Regions from separate parts of the Mus musculus genome. Here region 1 is linked to region 2. Evidence: chromatin contacts called from public Hi-C data. All regions are on one chromosome and are shown on one strand. The core of a region is the stretch at or near the end of the contact, and the rest is flanking DNA. Distances in the headings are between cores, read along the strand shown.

Region 1 (5,616 bases), core at 1,012-3,511, 280 kb after region 2:
CTATTTCCAAGGAGCACATTTTAAAATGAAAATATACCTTCTTGCTCACCAATTGACTGACAAAACAGAATTTGAGCCTAAGAAGGTGCTCTCTGGATTTTATGACAAGCACAGTAGGGTCCGAAAGGCAAAACATCTATCTTTTTTTTTTTTTTAGTGTACTTTGACACAGCACTAGACACAGCATTAGTGCTCATGTGGTACAAATATAACTACCAGCATTTTTACCTAGTTATGTGTCTTTAGTTTCTAAAATGGGTACATTTTTCCCCCCAGAGAAACTCACAAACTAAAGACACTCACCTCCTGGCTCACATCACCTGCAGCCTATGTAGGGGGAGAAAAAAAAAAAAAAGAAAGAAAGAAAGAAAGAAAGAAAGAAAGAAAGAAAGAAAGAAAGAAAGAAAGAAAGAAAGAAAGAAAGAGGATCATCAATATAAACATGTAGAGCAGAAAATGTCGCCAACTTTAGACACTTGTGACTTTTTCCCTGGGCTCCTGGTCCAGCAACCACGTGCTGCTTCTAGCCCCTCTTCAACACCTACTGTTTTAGTAATATGAAACGTGGACCAAGATGCAAGGTCATGCTTAAGACCTGTTTACAAAGAGTCAGTGTAACCTTTTTGAATAAATAAGGCCTCTTAAGAACACACCATTTTCATTTTGAAATCCACCTGCTCTAATGTTAAAGCCAAAACAAGGGTTGGGCGGGACGAAGGAAGGCGGAGCTTCTTGCAGTTTCCCTTTCTTGCCTTATGTTTGCTATGCAATTGTATCTATCTGACCAGCTCTACTGATTATGGACTATTTTCCTCCTCAAGTTCTGCATACAAAACAACAGTCCCACCATACTTTCAAGGAAGGAGGTCTTTGTTCTAACGTTAACGTTTTGTTCAGAGAAGCAGGAGGCGGATTTTAAAACTTCCCGCCACTACCTGCTACAAGGTTGCTGTCAGCTCTGCAAAATAGCAAGATCCATTGCACAAGACGAAAAGAGCCTGGCGGCAGGAGTCTCGGGAAGGGGGGTGGTGATTAGAAACAATTGCTTTCGGTATCTGAGTAGCCCTTTACCCTGGGAATTACCAGGCTATTATTTCAATGATACAGCCCCAGAGCACTGAGGAATTTCAGCCTCATTTCTATGTTCTAGGAATACGGAAGGCGGACGGATTCACAAGAATATATAAACAATCATAAGGCTTTTACATTAACACAGTATTTCATTTTATGATTTCACCAAGCAATGAAATAGCATTCCATTTTAGTTGTAAGATACTCGGGGGAGGGGGAGGGGTGGTGGAGGAACACACAAACACCGAGCTTCAACTTATATGTGCGCGGAGACAGGAATTTTGAAGTGAAGGGTTACAGAAGACCTGTAGCCCTTGGTAGCTCGGATCAACTCCCCATGTCTAAAGTGAACTAATCTCACGCCACCCCACCATCCAACGCTGTTAGTAGTTTCTCGGACGCGGCTCTCTAATCACCTTTCCACCTTTAACTAGAGAGTTCCGAGAGTGCCAAATCTCTCAGATCTAAAGTTTCTAATTACAGCGGTGAATCTCTCCCTTCTCTAGGACAGTTTGAAGTCTGCGCCGCCTAATGGCACAGGATTACCATTGCATAGCCATCTGGCATGACAAGAAGTGGAGGAGGGAAGAGGGGGGAAAAAGGAAAAAAAGAAAACGGAAAGAACAAAGGCAAAAAACAAGAGAAAGCCAGGGCTTTCGTTCCCCCAAACGGGATGGTTCTCTGAGAAAAACGGGAGGTAGAGGAGGAAGCTGGCGCTGGAAGTGTGGTTGGGAGAAGAGTTCTCCAATAGGGTAAGCGGAGGAAGGGGGGTGGGGTAGGAAGCGACAGCACAGCGCTATGGCTGTTTGTAATTCAGCATGGAGACACCTCTCAAACGATTCTCTCCCTTAAACAAAACAAGCCAAAAGTGAACTACCAGTTGCATACGAGACCTTCTGAAACCAAACACAGACGGATCGCTACCTTTCCCTCGCCTTCCATTCAGGACATCATAAAATCAAACTAGAAGCCAAAATGATCTTTCAAAAAGATACAAATCTCTGCGGTAGGAAATATGTATTTCGGCAGCTAATATCCCGTCTATCTTCCCATTTCACTTACCTTTCTTTTGGGCATTGTTGCAGCTCTCCGTTGGAGATCCTTAGGCAGGAGGGAAAAAAGCCGAGAGGAGTCTCTGCCTGACCGCTCCGCGAGCGACTGAGTTTTCAATGAACTAATTGCAGCACGATATGTACTCGCGTCCCCCCTCCCCCTAAAAAAAATCTCTCGTTATTGGCAACATTAAACACGCCAAGACGCAACCAAACTACGTGAATGGTTACCCGAAGTGGGAGCCAGGTTGGAGTGACAGGCTGTCAGGCCAATGAGGGGAGGTGGCCGGTTCGGAAGGCGTGGCCCGCGAACTTGCCCGAAGCCCTCGTATGCTGCCGGCTTTGACTGCCTCTAGGGTGCCGGAGTCCACGCACTTAGCAGACGCCTAGTGCTCCAACGTGACCAGCAGGAAATCCAGTTTTCTTGCCTTTTCACCTTTTTTTTTAAGTTAGAACGACAAGCGAAAGCTCAAACAGTTGGTTTTTTTCCCCCCACGATCTCCACCCCCCTTCCTTCTTCGCGCGGGGTGGCGGGCCCTTTTGAGACTGGATTGAGCCAGAAGCTCCAGTCTTTCCCAGTTAGCAAAAGGGCGAGGTTGGAGTGACAGGCTCACCCGTTTAGAGACCAGAAAAAGAGTAGGGAACGTTTCTGGTCGTGAGAACTTCCCGCCAATGCTGAACTGTGGTCCTGGCTTTAGAAGGGTGCCAGAACTGCGCGCCTCCCTCAGGTGGAGAGTAGCAATAAATCCGGGACCTGGAAGAGCAGGACTCCACTGCAGGCCGCCTACCTTCTAAAAGAGCTAGTACTCCGCCTGGAGAGAATCTAGCAAGAATTAAAAGGGGCCACGCGGGAAGTCAGTAATAACAGAGGTCACCCAGAGGAAAAACAGTGACTTTAATGGATTTGTAATTCAAAGATGATATTTAGGGCTACATAGAAAACCAAACCAAACCATTCGTTATCTTTATTACTGAAACTTGAGGTGTCTCCTTATTTATTATTTTTTTTTTAATTTTTTGGCCCACAGAAGTGCCCCCTGAACCTATTCTAGTCTCAGAAGGTGTTTAAGTAGCAGCTTTCTGTTCTGAGAATCTTCCATTTGCCCTCTAGTGTCAGAGTCTGAGACCTAAACGTTTGGTGAAAAGAAAAGAATAATATGCTTAGAAAAAAATCCGGTTAAAACAGAGTGCTGAGGGCTGCTAATTGTTACTGGAACTAGGCAAGCCGGGTCCCTGCAGCCTTTTTTGAGATGTGCTTTGCTTCAGTTGTTGAAAGAGCTAATTGTATTTAAAAGTGCTTCAACAACAGTCTCCATTCCCTAAGCTGAAAGTCTAATCAGAAAAGGAAATTAACCTTTTAAACAGTTACTTAAAAATTTAGGCCCCAGCCTAGTGGTGTATGGCTTTAATCCCAGCACTTGGGAGGCAGAATCAGGCAGATCACTGTGAGATCAAGACTAGCCTGGTCTACATACAACAAGCAAGCCAGAGTTACCTAGTGAGACTCTGCTTCATTGTGTCCCCTCCCCCAACTCTTTTTCTGTTCCTGTAGCTTAAAGAAAAAGCAGACCATCCGTTTCAAAGAATACTAGCCCGGATTGGTGGTGGCAAGGTAGCAGTGAGATGCTGAGATTCAAGTCATTCTAGGCTAAATAGACATCCTGCCACAAACAAACAAACAAACAAACAAACAACAAACCAAATTGATTTACAGATTACCAAACCATCTGTCCAATCTAAAACGCACCCTGACAGAGCCTATCCTTTCGAGTTTTGTCCCATCTTCCCTAGCGTTTAGCCTGGGGAGTTAAACAAACCACTTACCCTAAGACCTACTGAACCTACTCAAGTGACTTCACACTGCATTCTCATGCAAGAAGACAACTGAAAGGCGCATTTACATTTGCTTCCTTGGCCTGCAGTTATGTGTCATCTGACCAGGCTCCAGATGGCCTTTTAGTTACCTTTAAGTGAAAGCATAGTTGAAAGAACCTAGGTATATTTCAGTAATTTGATTTTCTGAGAGAAAATTGGTTTCAATATAAGAATTGTCTCATAAGGATAAGGGAAAAATGAAGAGAATGAAAATGTGTTAGTGATGGAATGCATCCATTCCAAGTATTCTTATTTATCATTATTTTGTGGGTTAGATTTTTGTTTTTGTAACTCGCTTATATAAATGCAACCCCCTGTGGCATGCAAAGTGGCAGTACACAGTTTCTGCCCTTAAGGATTTTTGTAGCTCTGTAGGATTGAGAAAACAGATGCATATGTATTTACAAATCAAAGTTGCATATATTATATGAATTGTGAAGTTTATAGTTAATAATGCCGTGGGGGTGGGGTGGGAAGGCTCCTTTTCAAAAGCATTTGAAGAAGGCTTTTGGTATCTGGCCCTGAACATTTGTGGAGATAGTTACTCTATAACACTGCAGAGGCAAAGTTTGGACTTGTTAAGGGAACAGACTGCCCAGTCTGAGTAAATTGAAACAAATGATGAAGATGAACTCAGGGAAGTAAATCTCAAGTTGAAGGCAACTTTAAATAAGCTGTCAGAGTGAGTGAGCTCTGGCACCTCTCAGGTTTGTCAGCTATTTTCTGCTTTGGTCAGTCTTTCCTCCCTGGAGTTCAACCTGTCCATTTCTGCTTTTCAGATTGCCTAAATGTGAAACTTTAATCTAGCTCTTCACTCCACCCCCATAATTCTTTGGAGTAGTAAACAAGATGGGTGTCTTTTGTGCCAGTCAACTTCCTTTAGTTCTTGGCCTTTGTGACATTTTTACCTGTGTCTGAAGCTGCATTACTTACAGTGTCACCTACAAAATATACCAAATCGATGCAGTCCTAGTCTAGTATGACTTCTTCTTCTTCTTCTTCTTCTTCTTCTTCTTCTTCTTCTTCTTCTTCTTCTTCTTCTTCCTTGATTTATTCATTTATTTTATGTATATGAGTACACCATTGCTCTCTTCAGACATACCAGAAGAGGGCATTAGATCCCATTAGAGATGGTTGTGACCCACCCTGTGGTTGCTGGGAATCAAACTCAGGTCCTCTGGAAGAGCAGTAGGTGCTCTTAACCACTGAGCCATTTCTCCAGCCCCCCTAGTATTACTTTCTTATCAAAGCTTTTGCTAATCATTTCAGCACATCAAAGCCCATATTATATAATTTAGATTAAATCACCAAGTTCCACAAGCAAGGTCTATGTAGCCTGGCTGACCTGAAACTCTACTTACATGAAGCTGGCTTGTCACTCACAGAGATCCATCTGCCTCTGCCCCCAAGTGTTCCTATGAAATGCATGTAACACCACATCTGGTCATGCCCAACTTTGACTGGAAATTGACTCAAACTTGTTTTTCTTTCCTGGACATTTTTCATCACATCGGATGCCAGGTTTCTCCTGCAAAGTTTGCCATAGTTACAAATTATTTTTCCAAAATTTATAAATTATTACACAGTCTGAATTTTATTTTATGCAATGGTCAATGTG
Region 2 (5,351 bases), core at 2,258-4,757:
TCAAGTTAGGGGAAAAAGATGGCAATGGTATAAAGCTTTAAAGAGGAACAAATAAATAGGAAGGGTTGAATGGGAAGATAGGGTAGAGAATGGAATATTCAGAGGGATAACTAACACTAAAGGCCTTTCAAAAATCTCACGTGGAAACCAACTACTGTAGAAGCTTTCTACAATATACTCATATATAAAAAAAAAATCTCAATTCAATTAACCTCTAACCTTAATTGAATTGCCATATAATGGGGCAACAAAGTCTCTACTAGATATCACAGGCTATCAAAAAACACAAACAAAAAAGCCCAGAGTTTGAAATGGGTTATCTCTTTTAGAGTTGTCATCTAGGGAGATCTTACAGACCTCCCCAGATATTATAGGCTATTTGTCAGTGTTCTTGTTTGCCCTCCAGAACTTGATGGAAAGACCATTTTTGCCAAAGACATCACATCCTTAAGTCAAAGAACGTGAACTAATATAGCTGGGACTCACCTAAAAGTGTCTTCTGTCCTGGCCAGCTTTCATACTGCTGCAAGTTGTTAATGCAAGCTCCCAGCAAAGAAAAGTTACCATCGCTCTTACCAAAATGTGAACTCCACAAATTACAGTAATGACCATCCTGGCAAGATATGGCCACTCGTGAAAAAATGACACTAATGTTATGGGGAATAACCAATCACTTTCTAACTGCATGTAATGCCTGTTTCACAAAAAGGAACTCATAGCTGGCCCCAATAGGGGAGCCAAAACCCTGAAGCTAGGTAGTTCATAGGCCCTATTTAACATAGTATTAAAGCAACTCCTAAAAATTTAACATTACACCCACAGGTAAATGTAGATCTCAGCACTCATCAGAGAAAAGTTCTTATGCAATAGATGGTGATTAACAGAGAGACCAACAACGAGTCAATGTGCAGAAAATAAGAGACTGCAGAATGCTCAGCTCTAAATAGGACATCTATATCGTATACTCTCTTCTAAATCTTGTGGATCATTGTGAAAGAGGAGCAGAGAAAGATTCTAAGAGCCTGAGGTATTAGATGACTATAAAACATAAAAAGCAAAAAAAAAAACAAACAAACAAACAAACAAACAAAAATGTTTGTTTGTTTGTTTGTTTGTTTTTAGTTTTTTTGATACAATAAGGCAGCTGCACATAAGCACTAATAGCAATTGTGACATTATGAGAGAGAACTGTGAAAACTCAAGCCTGACATAATCTCAGCATGGGAAGAGAGATTGTGCCCTCCATTATTGGAAAGACTATGGGAGGGAGAGAGAGAAAGAGGGAGACAGACAGACAGACAGACAGACAGACAGACAGTCAGAGACAGAGACAGAGACACAGAGAAAGAGAGAAAGAAGGAGAGAGAGAGAGTTAGTTTTCTGGAGAGTAAGGTGATCACATTTCAGTGGAAGGCCACACATTAAAGGGTACATTGGCAGTACAAATTGAACTTGATTTTTTTATTTTAAATTGGACTTGATTTTTCATTTTAAAGAGAACACAAAATATTGGGTGCTGGAATCCCAGAGGAGCTTTAGCTGTTTGTTTGTTTGTTTGTTTGTTTGTTTGTTTTTGTTTTCAGAACCTTTGTGACTACTTCTGGAATGGTAGGACAAAAGCCTGCTCTACACATGTGCATTTTCCTCTACTTCCCTTTGTTCCTATTCGTTGTGCAAAGCTCTCTGTGAGCCTTGCAAACTTCTATAGCTATTCAAGCTCTTGGGGAACAGGGAAGAAAATTCTAAGAGTGCTGGCTGTGGGGCTGGTGGTGGGGTTCAGTGGTAGAAGGGTTGTATAAACACACAAGGTTCTAGGGTCCATCCCCAGAGCTACAACAGAAGCCATTGAGAAAAAAATAAAGAAGACACTATGCCTCAGCATCCTTGTTTTCAATATGCTAAACAAGCTGCCTTCAGTAACTGATAGCATAAAAGAAGGATCAGTCTACCCAGGTGGGTGGATAAGCCTGGCAGTTCTTCTGTGTCTTAACACCAGGTAATAATGCCTACCATTTCTGCCTGGCATCAGTTTTCTTTGTCCTGCCTTGGTGTCTGCTTTTGTTTCTGACCCATCATGCCCTGAGGACCCCTGCTTTTGTTTTCACTTTCCAGTTACTGTGACAAAAACTGGTTATAGACAAAGAGAATTCCATGGGCCTTAAGAAAGGAAGGATATAGATATAGATATAGATATGGATATGGATATGGATATGGATATGGATATGGATATGGATATAGATAGACACATCTGCCACACCTGGGCAATAAAAACACCCCATGCAGATAGACTGTCTATTCTCAATAGGGTAGACAATCTCTATTCTCTGTATATGTTCTTTCAAGAGAAAAACATGTACATGGAATACTCTGGGGGGATAATACCCAAACATATTCAGACTTCTAAAACATTTTTATCTGTACTGTCTCATGATTTATGTCTTCTGTGAACTGTTGATCTGGCTTCAAAGTTTTCCAGAATTCTATTAGTGCAGCATTTAGTTTTCTATTAATTTTCCCCTACGAACAAAAGATTGGAATGACTCTTACTACATTGCCTTTGAGTGAGCCTGAAGTTCATTATTATTGATCAGTATTCCACTTTATGAACCATTTTACATGATCTAAGTCATCTAGATCCACAAAATCTCCTAAATCATAAAGATGGTACCGAACCTTGAGGTTCAGCAATGCAACTAAAGCCCAACACCAGTCCTGAGGCTTGTACTGAAATAGAATAGTATGTAACCCAGGGTATTCATGACACACGCATCAGGAATTACATGTTCTTTAGTTCATCAGCCATATGGAGATATACCCATATTTGCATGACAGCCCCCAGTCATATTTCCATACTACGAAGACTATTACTACACTGAGATTCTCTTGAAAGACACTGTACTTTTAGATGACTTGGCATTGGATACATATTTTTTTACATGATTTGCTTGTTTATTTGTTTGTTTTCTAGGGTTTTTTTGCATTTTTATTAGATATTTTCTTTATTTTCATTTCAAATGCTATCCCGAAATCCTATACCCTCCCCCCATTTATCTTTCATCATAGGAAGCATTAACAAAACCCCTCCAGATTACATCAGCAATAACAATTGGTGAAGAGGAAAGACTATCCAAAAAGCTGAGATGCCTGCAATTTGTGCAAGGAGGAGTAGTTGTATAGATTGCATTATGAGTGATGAGACAGGAAACTAATGCTGACCTGTGAGATGTTAGAGTGTCTCTAAGGACAATTTTGATACTGCTATCTTTTCCCAGGTGGTAGGAAATGGTATGCCTCCCTGCTGTAGTGACAGCTGATGTTTCCTATGATGAATGATAAAAATATGCAGCCACTCCTCCCTTTGGTTCTCTTGGTTGCTGTTTATATGCTAAACTTTCTGTGTGACTTTTCTCAGAGAGATGTGAACAAATGTGGATTCATCCTAGATAGTGCACCAACAGACTAAAGACGGAATTTCATCCAAGCCTAGCTCAGTCCTCAGTGTTTTATTGAGGTTACTTACCGGAAGCTTGAGTGACTCAAACACAGATGCATCCTGAAAAGCCCATCCCAGCATAAATGATGGCTAATGAAAGCTGCAGCCCCAGAGCTCCTTGCACAACTTGAAGGTAGCTCAGCTCATTGGAGAGACTTGTATCCTGACCAGTTGGTATTGCTGTCATAACCTTCTGAACCTGTGTTGTTAATCAAGAGTCAGAAGCATCCTGAGCTTTATTTCATGTACTTCCTGATTCTAATAAACCTCCTTCCTCCCTCCAGGAAGGTTTCGATTAAGAGGAAAGAGCTACACAACAAAGAACACAACAGTTGCATAGAGAGATTTTTTTTTCCTTTGGATATATTTTCCTTTTTTGTTAAATTAATTTTCCATATTAAAATCTCTGGAACAATGCTTAATAGAGACAGGAAAGTTGAAATCCTAATCAGGTATTCCATACTTGTAAAAGTAAAACATCCAACTGTTCATAAATAGTATAATGTTATATACATAACTATATGGGTTTTTCAAGTGTCAGGTCTCAGCTTTTAACAGTTGTTCACTGCAGCTTTTATTGTACATGGCATTGCATTTAGTCAAATGCTTTTCTTGAATATAATGGCATGAGCATGGCATGAACACGTCGTTTTCATTTTATTAATATTATTGATTTTGAGACGTATGCCACAAGCTTTTGAAGAAAATAAAAGGAAACTTGTCAGGCAGATAGATCTCTGTAACCAGCAGGTCTGCTTCTTGTCTTTGACAAGCAGTTCTAATCTGGCCAGAAATGTCATTGGTCCTCTGTGCAGTTCTGTCCTGGCCATCAGCCAGAAGTGCATCTGCTAGATGTACTGTTCTTTTCTTCCTTAGTGTAGCAACCTAATGAGCACAGTTGCCTGAAAGCTACATGTGAACAAATACTTCATTGGTCCTCAGAGTTGTGCATCAGAACACTACTCCATTCACTGGCATGGAGAAGTTAGTGGATACTTTGTGGAGATCTGTGGTTGGACCAGCTAGACTAGCCAGCTCACCTCTCCTTATTTCAGCTAAGTCATTTGAAATACCAATTTACTTTCTTAGTAAAAAGCCTTCTGATCCCCAAGACAAAGCCCCTCAGAGACAATCCTCTCTTGGGAAACCTCTCACACAGTAGCTTGCTTGCTTTCTCTGTGCAATTAATCCTTCTTTTAAAAGGCTTTACTCTATGGTAAAACTCCTTTTAAAACTGCTGTCAAAAATTCATTTCTCAAGTTCACAAGACAAAGGATTCAGAGTTATTCACTCAGTGGCAGTTTTGATGACCATGGACATCTGGCACTTTAGCCAGGGTTTCAGACACCGGAGATGATTAAGTCTCTATTGTTCTCAAAGACAACCACTTAGCACCCATCACTCTGAGGACAAGTCTTACTTGTGTCTAGCTTTTTACACTATTAGATTTGGTTTGGGTTTGTCAGTACTTTCAGATTTTATGTATCTGTATTTAAGAAGAATATTATTTTGTAGTTTTCTTATGACATTTTATCAGACTTAGTTGTCACTGTAATACATACAGTTGTCACAGAATTTGTTGGGTTAAAAAAAAATTCTGCAACAATCTACCAAAGATTAGTATTTATTTTCCTTTAAATATTTGTTAAAACTTACCAGTGACAAGATATTAAACTGAGATTTTGTTTTTGAGAAACAATAAAGTGCAAATTTAATAATTTTACTTGTATAGTTTTGGCCGGCATCTCTATTTTTAGTTTTGGCCGTTTGTTACTTCCTATCAACATGTCTTTCATGAATGTTATCTAATCTAATTGCATGCTGATCGTTTTAGACATTTTTCCCTCCCCTAAATTTA

Evidence for each region. Hi-C and Micro-C count contacts between places; a contact is called where the count stands out from the background.
Region 1: a contact with region 2 is called in a Hi-C map of the N1E-115 cell line, with 3 times the contacts expected there. The contact joins the promoter of Hmgn5 here to the enhancer-like site in region 2. A contact is called at or near these places in 9 of 39 promoter capture datasets (the 3T3-L1 cell line, 3T3-L1-derived adipocytes, the C10 cell line and 5 more), 1 of 484 Hi-C or Micro-C datasets (the N1E-115 cell line) and 1 of 115 datasets of contacts at active chromatin or transcription factors (the SCID.adh cell line).

Annotation. Positions count from the first base shown.
Region 1 is chrX:109,011,119-109,016,734 of GRCm38.p6, forward strand. Hmgn5 (high-mobility group nucleosome binding domain 5) reads right to left here and starts at 2,262. Exons shown (of 6, transcript NM_016710.2): 1 at 2,134-2,262; 2 at 304-327. The coding sequence starts at 2,148.
Region 2 is chrX:108,724,939-108,730,289 of GRCm38.p6, forward strand. No RefSeq gene overlaps it. Among named protein-coding and RNA genes, the nearest start is that of Brwd3, 110 kb to the right of the region's middle. Within about 2 kb of position 3,508, at least 6 of the 459 cell types and tissues checked have an H3K27ac peak or open chromatin away from gene starts, as enhancers often do. A contact at or near this core is called in the N1E-115 cell line, where this site is marked.